Linked DNA regions of Zea mays: region 2 is linked to region 1. The links are chromatin contacts, called in public Hi-C maps. All regions are on one chromosome and are shown on one strand. Each heading gives the region's core, a stretch centred on a gene start, on an enhancer-like site or on the middle of the called end of the contact. The rest is flanking DNA. Distances are from core to core; before and after follow the strand shown. Region 1 has its middle 23 kb from the start of LOC103632640. Region 2 holds the start of LOC100278047.

Evidence for each region. A called contact is a pair of places that touch in the nucleus more often than the background predicts.
Region 2: a contact with region 1 is called in a Hi-C map of bundle sheath, with 2.4 times the contacts expected there. The contact joins the promoter of LOC100278047 here to the enhancer-like site in region 1. A contact is called at or near these places in 3 of 25 Hi-C or Micro-C datasets (bundle sheath, endosperm and leaf).

The regions. Positions count from the first base shown.
Region 1 is chr7:102,517,061-102,521,440 of Zm-B73-REFERENCE-NAM-5.0, forward strand. No RefSeq gene overlaps it. Among protein-coding and RNA genes, the nearest start is that of LOC103632640, 23 kb to the left of the region's middle. Within about 2 kb of position 1,886, at least 18 of the 20 cell types and tissues checked have an H3K27ac peak or open chromatin away from gene starts, as enhancers often do. A contact at or near this core is called in bundle sheath, endosperm and leaf, where this site is marked.
Region 2 is chr7:102,659,123-102,663,502 of Zm-B73-REFERENCE-NAM-5.0, forward strand. LOC100278047 reads left to right here and starts at 1,978. Exons shown (of 2, transcript NM_001320338.1): 1 at 1,978-2,104; 2 at 2,298-4,380. The coding sequence starts at 2,307. The coding sequence ends at 4,115. It overlaps LOC103634050 (probable metal-nicotianamine transporter YSL16), which reads left to right and starts at 610. Exons shown (of 1, transcript XM_008655676.2): 1 at 610-1,877. The coding sequence starts at 610. The coding sequence ends at 1,020.

The DNA of each region.
Region 1 (4,380 bases), core at 636-3,135:
AAACCACATAAAGCAATAACATATACTACCCAAAAATTCAGGGATAAAACAAGGTATAAAGATAGCCAAAACTAGGGTAACCTATTGAATCCCATCAAATTAACCTATGCAGATCATTATGATTAATAAGAACATGACTGGGTAAAAAGGAAGTGATCAAGGACACAACTTGCCTGGCACTTGAGAGTCCAGATACCAGGATGATTCTTCAGATCCTCGTGACCTCGCGCTAGTCGTAGCAATACAAACAAACATGGTATAGACAAAATTAACATCACACCAAACATAAGAGTAAACTGCATAGTAACAATCTATGCGTCACTATGAGATCGTGGGATCGAGAACTACTAAGATCTGAGTCGTGGTCATCAAGTTATGAGGTGATTAAATGATTAACACTAGGTTCTATATTTATTTTATAATTCTAGAGAAAAGGTAACCTAAAGTAGTAACTAATTCAACTTTAATCTAAATTATAAATTGATCATAGATCATCTTCTATTACATTGATAAGCAAATTAACAAGACTAACCAATATAAGTTAAATAACGATCTAATTATAAAAGAATGAGACATGGTATAATAAATGTTGTTATTGCATAGTAAATGTTTATACAAGACTAAGGCAACTTGAACGGTCCAATTCGGAGTTAAAGTGGGGAAGTTTTGAATTTCCAAAGGTTTTATGTATTTGATACAAGATTAATTAGGAGATCAATTTTATTGTGGCTTTCACGTTGAAAAAGTGGCACTAATTGATAAACAATAATATTACAAAATTATAGAAATTGGAATGGATTGATTTGGACTTCATATGAATTTTATATGAATTAAACAAGTTCTAGCATTTTTTTCATATTAAAAATCATTATCTAATTACTTTTACTGGGTTTTATAAATCTCTGGACTGCGCCTCAATAACAGGAAAGCACAGGGACTAATGTATAAACTTCCCTAGACTCAGAACAACTCAGAGGTGGACTACAGGTTTATTAGCTGATTCTCTAGGGTTTCTTTAGCAAAAGCGCGCGGCGAAGGGGTACGGGCGCGTCTGAACCACACGATCCAAATTGGACGTGCAAGATTAGATCCAGGTTTAACGGAACGGTACGTGATCCTGACCCAGGATACGCAATCCACGGCCCAGATTCCACTATACTGTATCGATTCCTGAGCGTCCATCCATAGATCAATGGCTACGAGGTTTTCGGCTGAAACGTTACCCCTAATCGAATCCGAGCCGCAGATCTCATGATCGACGGCAAACAACTTGTCTGCTACCCCCGCCAACCTGACTGGCGGCGCTAACACACCGCACGGCGGCGCCATCGTCGGCGCCGAGTCAATCCAGCGTCCCAGAAGGTAATCCCCTCCCCCAGAACATGCTACGCGAAGATAGGAACAAGGCGAGGCGGTTGAGGGGTTTCTCACCAGAGATGATGGCGTGAGAGCCTCGGTCCGCGTGGTTAGGCAGATTTGTGGCGGTGCTGCAGTTCCGGTGAGAAATTCGCTGGATGCTGGTTACTCTCCCGGCTTCAATCCTGCCCGGCCACGAACTTCGTATCGAGGCGAATCTCACAAGCCACTCACTGACGATGGAGTGCCGCCCGAGACACAGGTCGACGACGGCGGATCTTCCTCACTCGCTCCCGGCTACGGCCGCTCCTAACTCCGGTGTTTATGGTTCTTTGGTTAGCGCAATAGGGATGAGGAGCGACTGGGGCTTTTATCGGGCGGATTAGGAGAAGGGGAGGGTTGAGGTCAACTGCCCCAGAGAAGCGGCGCCGGCATGCACGAAGTTCGTTGCGGTATGGCCGGTGTGGAGTCAGTGAAGACGACTCCCCTGCAGAGCGGGGCCCACATGGCAGAGGAAATGGTACAGACGAGTGCGAGGCTGAGCAAATGGCAAGCGGGCCCGCCCTGTAAGCGACCGGTCAGTCGTACGCGCGTGGGTGGGGGGGGGGGGGGGGGGGGGGGGGGGGGGGGGGGGGCGGGACTGGGCATTGGGCCCAGACGGTCGGCGCAGTGCTGAGGTGGGTTGCACGCAAGGGAGAAAAACGGATGGGCCTAGAAGGGTGGCGGTCAGCCCAATTAGGTATTCTTTTTCTTTTATCCTTTCTTTTTCCTTTCTATTTATTCCTTTTGCTAAATTCAAATTTAATCTCCAATTTAAATTCAGTTCTGGTGGCACATTTGTACTTAGACTAAATGTTTTATTTGATCACACCCAAATGTGACAAAGTTATTCATTTATAGATTTATTTTATATTATGTGATATCTCTCTCACATTTTCAAATTCAAAATGTCCAAAACGAGTCAAATTAATGTTTTGATTTTCCAAATTCTCAAGTGCCAAAGTTGATACTAATGGGATTATAACCTTCCTTGTTTCCAATATTATTATTTATTATTTTCCTCGTTATGTATTTATAAATGGTTTCATTAAAAGTTCCTTTCTCATTTTCTATTTTCTTTTCACTTTTTTTATTTACAAATTTCAATTTCAAATCCAAGATAAAGTTTAAGAATTCAAATTTTTAATACATACTCAAAATCAATTATGAAGCAATAAATATATATATATTTATTATTATTATTATTATTATTATTATTTTCTTGTACAAATTCTGGACCTTACAAATCCTACCCCCTTAACAGAAATCTCGTCCTCGAGATTTGTAAGAACATGATGTATAACCATGTTATCTCAAAACATATGCACAAACAAATTCTCAGCATGATACATAATTTATTAGCAACACATAGTCACTTAGACCTTATTATTCCTCCTAAAATAGTATCATATCAACTACAACTAGAGTAACATTTAGGTCTAACAAATAGTAATATATATATATATATTTATGTAGATTGGTGGAGCTGTCGGTGGTGGTGGAAGTAATGGTTGTTGTTGTTGTCTTTCCAACCGTGCTTGCCTTATTTCTTGACGTATCTCTAGCCGGTCCTGACGTATTTCCTGGCGTTCTTGTCTTATCTGATTTTGCATTTCGGTAACTATGTTTGCCATTTGTTGTATTACCATCATTTGGGCGGCAACCACTTGATTGATTCCAACTGGTGGAGGATTCATTTCTGTTTGTTGTTGCCTGATAATCTTCCCTTCCTGGTATTGACCATCGAGAGTTAGAAGCATATGGTAGGATAGTTTTGCAATGAAAAGTATTTGGTAAGCAGAATGAATAGGCTAGTAGCTGGTTATGATCTGAAGATTCTTTAGCAGGGCTTAATCTTTGTTTTATGTCCAGATTGGTGTAACTAGTCGTATAAGGTGAATATCCAAAGGTAGGATAGAATTTTGTCAAGATGAGATAGATATGGGTCACATAGACTGCATGATGTAGATTAAAATCTCATTTGATGTTAGGTGGGGATAGTCAGACTATGCAATTCATCATGACTCTACTGGTTGAGTTAGATCTTATGTTCATGGTTGAGTTGGTCTAATGTGCTAAGTTTAGTTAACACTTGGTTAGTAGGGTCTAATCTCTTCTACCAGTATCACTAATATGTTTGAGTAGACCACTAGATTGGATCACATTAGATTCTATAATCTTATTTAAGAATACCATTTAGTTGAGCATATCAAGCTGACTTTATCTTTATGAAATTCTATATTTTTTATCTAAGTGGAACTTCCAATTAGTATATATTTTCTTTAACATTTTTCATGCCATTAACAGGTGGGGCATAGTGTAACACCCTGAATTTGGGGGTATAAAATTTCTTCCTTATGATCATCCAAATTCAGGTGTTACTCTTCTCTATCTCACTTTAGTTTCCCTCTCTCTAGTTTTCTCTCTCTCTTTCTCTTTTAATTAGACTTAGTTGTATTAGTGAGGGATTATTTATTTTATTTTGCCCAAAACATATGAGTCATGGAATGTTGCATCATATTGAGCCTAAATATTCTTTGAAATGTTGCACATATTTGATTTGGTTTGAATTTGAAACTTGATTTGAATTCGAATTGAAAACCCTAGAGAAAATAAATAGAAAAGGCAATAGAAATTCCAGGAAAATAGGAAAACCCAATTTGGCCCAAGGCAGCCCATTAAGCCCAGCCCGCGCCCGCACATCCCTATGCCTGACAGGCGGACCCCGCCTATCGGCGCAAACCCGAGCGCTCTCTCGCTGCTCCGTGGGACCGACCTATCGGCGCCGTTGCTCTCGCCCATGCCCGCTTTCCCTCTCTCTGCCCCAGCGACCCCACCTGTCAGCTCGTCCCTAACCTCTCGCCCACGATAGCGCGTTCCCCGGCCACGACCGAGCCCCCGCGCCTCTTTTGAACCCCGCGCCCTGCTCGCCCACCTCCCCTCTTCCATTTGTGCCCTCTGCCCAGCTCTCTCGCCCTCTCTCTC
Region 2 (4,380 bases), core at 728-3,227, 140 kb after region 1:
TAGTTAATTTTAAACCATAGTTTCACAAACCACGTCAATGTAACACCAAATTAGCATAATTCATCACTCATCAATTCACAATTCACATACATATACATGTTCATCAGTTTAACCCATAATTATATTTGCATAGACTAATTTAACACATAGACATAGTTCATTAATTATTATTTTAATTCATGGGACATAGACACCTCACATACATATAACATGTTCATCGATTATTCAGTAAATAATGTGCATATAGTTTCGTTTTGCTAGAATGCGATAGCTTGTTTAGCTTGCGAGCTGGCTCGTTAACGAACCAAGCTGAGTAATTAATGAACCGAGCTAATATGTCAGCTCATATCATGAAAAAATTCAAGTAAACCGATCTCTAGCCGAGCTGATCATTAATGGAACAAGCCAACGAGCCACCGTCGTTTTATGAAATCCTAACCCCTCCCTCAGCCGAGTTATTTGTGATTATAATCATTTCGTCGGGCGGCTTCGCCTCTTTGGTATCCCGCAGCCCGTCATCGCCAGATTGGTATTGCTGTCGTACACCACTCGCTGGATTGGGTTCGTTTTCATACTGCTGACTAATTTACCCTTCCTTTTCCCCCTACGCGTTCATCTACCTACGCGCTCATCTACCGCAACATGGCCATCCTCGGCGTGGAGGGCTTCTCGGCGCTGCCCAGGCACTGCATGCAGCTGTGCGCGGGGTTCTTCGCGTTCGCGGTGCTGGCGAACCTGGCGCGGGACCTGCTGCCGCGCCGGCTCGCGCGGCTCGTGCCGCTGCCCATGGCCATGGCCGTGCCGTTCCTCGTGGGCGCCAGCTTCGCCGTCGACATGTGCGTGGGGAGCCTCGTGGTGTTCGCGTGGCACAGGCTCGACGGCAAGAAGGCCGCGCTGCTGGTGCCGGCCGTCGCCTCGGGGCTCATCTGCGGCGACGGGATCTGGACGTTCCCGTCGTCGCTGCTCGCGCTGGCCAAGGTCAAGCCGCCCATCTGCATGAAGTTCACGCCAGGGAGCTAGAGAGCACGGTGACGATGCGTACAGAACAGAGGGCATCGTTCGTCGTTTGTGGGGTGGAATCCGTGTAGTAGAATTACATACCAATCAGGCCTGTTCTAATGTCCATATGAGCTTAATGTACGGTGTATATATGTAAAACGGAAATCTGAAGGATGACAGGATGAATTGCCTGTTGTCTAGTAGCACGCATATTATTATTATAGCAGAGCATTAATAAAACTCTTTTATCTTGCACAAAGTGTTACTGCAATTCCCCAACGCTGTTCAGTAGATCCTAGTGCGCTCATCTCTCTTCCGCTGCAGTGGAGCAGCTTCACTCAGCGGCACCGTTTGGAAGTTGAAAGAGAAAGCTGAGCACGGCATCTCCGTGCGCAGTGCATGGCACAGTCGTCGGTACGCGCCCGCCTAACCCGTCGGCATCAACGATGATGCTTCCTTCCACAGCCACGGTTCGCTCAACTTGCCCAACGGTTCCTCGATTCGCCGCCGCATCGTCCCCAAGCTTTGCCCCTCTCGTTGCTTCGGTGGTGCTGTGGAGCTCTGAACAAGAGGGCACGGACATTCTCCGGTTACCATCAACCTCCCGTCGGCCGCGCAGGACACCGACGATGCGGCGGCGGCGGCACTCAGCCTGGTCACGGCCGCCCTGGAGATGTCGCCACGGGCCGAGGTGACGCTGGAGCTCCGGGCGCGCGCTCCTCGTGCTCAGGCGCTATCGCGACGTCTTCATCCATGGCTGGAGATCGACGAGGCTCGTCGTCGTTGCGACCGGACTGGGTGAAAAGGAAGGGTAAATTAGTCAGCCGTATGAAAACGAACCCAATCCAGCGAGTGGTGTACGACAGTAATACCAATATGGCGATGACGTGCTGCGGGATACCAAAGAGGCGAAGCCGCGCGACGAAATGATTATAATCACAAATAACTCCCCTCAGCTCGGCGTCACCACCGTTGGTCGCTTCTCCAACCTCGTATTGGGAGAGATCCGCTCGCCGCCTCCCCCGCGGCTTCCTCTTCCTCCGCGCAAACTCGCCGTGGCAGAGTTATCTCGCGCCGGTACCGCACGCATCGGGGGAAAAACAAGGTGAGACCGTTGCGCGCTCCTCGTACTTGCTTGGTTGCGCTGTCGCAAAAAGAGAAGATAAGGTTTGCCGGATGCGGAGTCGATGGTGGGGTGGGGGCTCTAGGGTTTGGTTGCGGTTATTTACGAGTCAGGTGCCGCGTCGATTCGATTGACAATCGGTCCTCTACCTCCTAATTCGATCTTGATTGTGCAGGTTTTTGGGATGCCGGGGGCCGGTGTGGAGCCGCCGTCGCCGCCAGCCGAGGCCGCGGCATGGCTACCGCCGCGCAGGTTGAGACCTGGGAGGGTCTCCGCCAAGCGGTGCTGGCCGCCCGGGTGCGGTCGGTTCCCTTCGCCCCCGCCAGCGCCGGCCTCTGCGGCCGAGGCAGGTCCTGAGGTGAAGGGCGTGGATGGCGCCTCCACCATCGTCGTCGGCAGAGCCGATGAGAAGCCCGCCCCCGCCGTCATTTCGCCTTCGGCTCAGAATGGATGCCCAGATAAGGTGGAGGCCCCCGCCCCCGTTTCACCTGCGCCTGAGAGCGGCGCCCCGCCTGCTGATAAGGTGGAGGAGGTGGCTGACCCCGCCGCCGTTTCACCTGCGTGTCAGAACTGCGCCCCGCCTCAGCAAGAGGAAAATAAGGTGGAAGTTGTCGCTGCTATTTTGCCTGCAGCGCACAGCAGCGCCCTCCCACATGCCCTGACTGAGAAGGATCAGCAGAATGTAGTCATCCGGGAGAATGGAGAGGCACAATTGCTGGGCGATGCAGGCAAGCTGTCATTGGATGGTCAGCAAGGGAACAATGTGGTGCAGGTAGCAGTACTGGGTAGTTCGAGCACCGTTGGTGCTAGTTATTTGCAGAACGGTGACAAGGGGGGTGGATTGTTGGTGGCTGAGGAGAAGGGACGTGGTGGCAGCAGTGATGTGGGGCAGGAGGTTGCTGTTAATGGGGATGTCTCAGAGATTGCAAACAAAACGGGCACTGGTGAGTTACAGAGAAAGGAAAATGGAACTGCAGGAAGCAGAACAAAACGGTGGTTTGTATCCTCTCTGAATCCTCCACCCAAGAGGAGGGAAGTCTCAGCCGTACGTAGATTTCCACCTGGCTGTGGGAGGACTGCTGTTACCACCACAGACAGCGGTGTTTTGGAGGTCTCACCTATAAGCACATTTGCTCCTGGTCATGGGAGATCTGGTGTTAATACCACAGGCAGTGGAAATGAGGGGTTGCCTTCAGAAGCCACCCCTGTCAACAATAATGATGCCTTGGTGGCAAGTTCGGTTTTAGGAGAGTTGGCTTCTCCAACTTCAGCACTAGAGGCCTCCAATAAGAAATTGGAAAGCAAGAGAATAGTGGGTGAAGGACATAGCAAGGCTCACAATAAGGTCCAAGTTCAAGATGATTTTGCCGGTACCAAACAAGATGGTGGCCAGCGAAATGTTGTTCCAAAAGCTACGCCGAGGAGTGTTTCTGATGGGAAGATGAAGGGGAAACTCCCAGCACATAAAGCGAATCAGGTAGCACAAGAAGTGATGGTTGGTAAGATGAAAAATAAACTTGATGGAAGCTTTCAAAGAAGTAATCTTAGGACGCCTTTGAGCAATCCCATTGATGCAAAGACAAAAGTAAAGAGGTCGGATAGTGACAAGATGAATGCTGGAGTGCATGGTAATGCAGGGGCCTCTGCAGGTGGGAAGATGGAAAATAAGACTTTGAGTGCTAAAAAGGAAGTGGGGTTCCCAAATATGAACACAAAGCAAAAGAAGGTTGCTCCTAAGTTGAAGGGTGATGTCATAGGCAAGGATAATATGCATTTGTCCGCCAGGGAGCTCAAGCTTGGAAAATATGTTGCAACTGATCATACTGAAGAGCCTAAGAAGCAAATAATTGTTCAAGCATTGATGGCTCCTGACAATTGCCCTTGGGCACGAGGAAGAAAGTCAATTGCTAGTGCTTTCAAGTCTCTTGGTCCTATGAACAAGGCAAAGGGGAAGGATGCTAGTGCTTCCAAACAATGTTCAAGAAAATGTTAGGCGCTAGCCAGGTGTTAGGCTACTGACCAGCGTCTAGGAAGTTTAAACGTAGATTAAGCATGCTTAATCATTCTTTTGTAGATTTTGTGCTGCTGAGAGCAAGGTCAGTAGTAAGTACTAAGTAATAATAACACAACTCTTGCTGTTGCTGCACACCTGTTTTTGACATAAGTTGCTTTCCTCCTTGGCTTCTTGCATCCAACAGCAGCTGATCATCTATGAGGGATATCTCAATATTGTACATGCACAGCCAAGCTTCCAAACA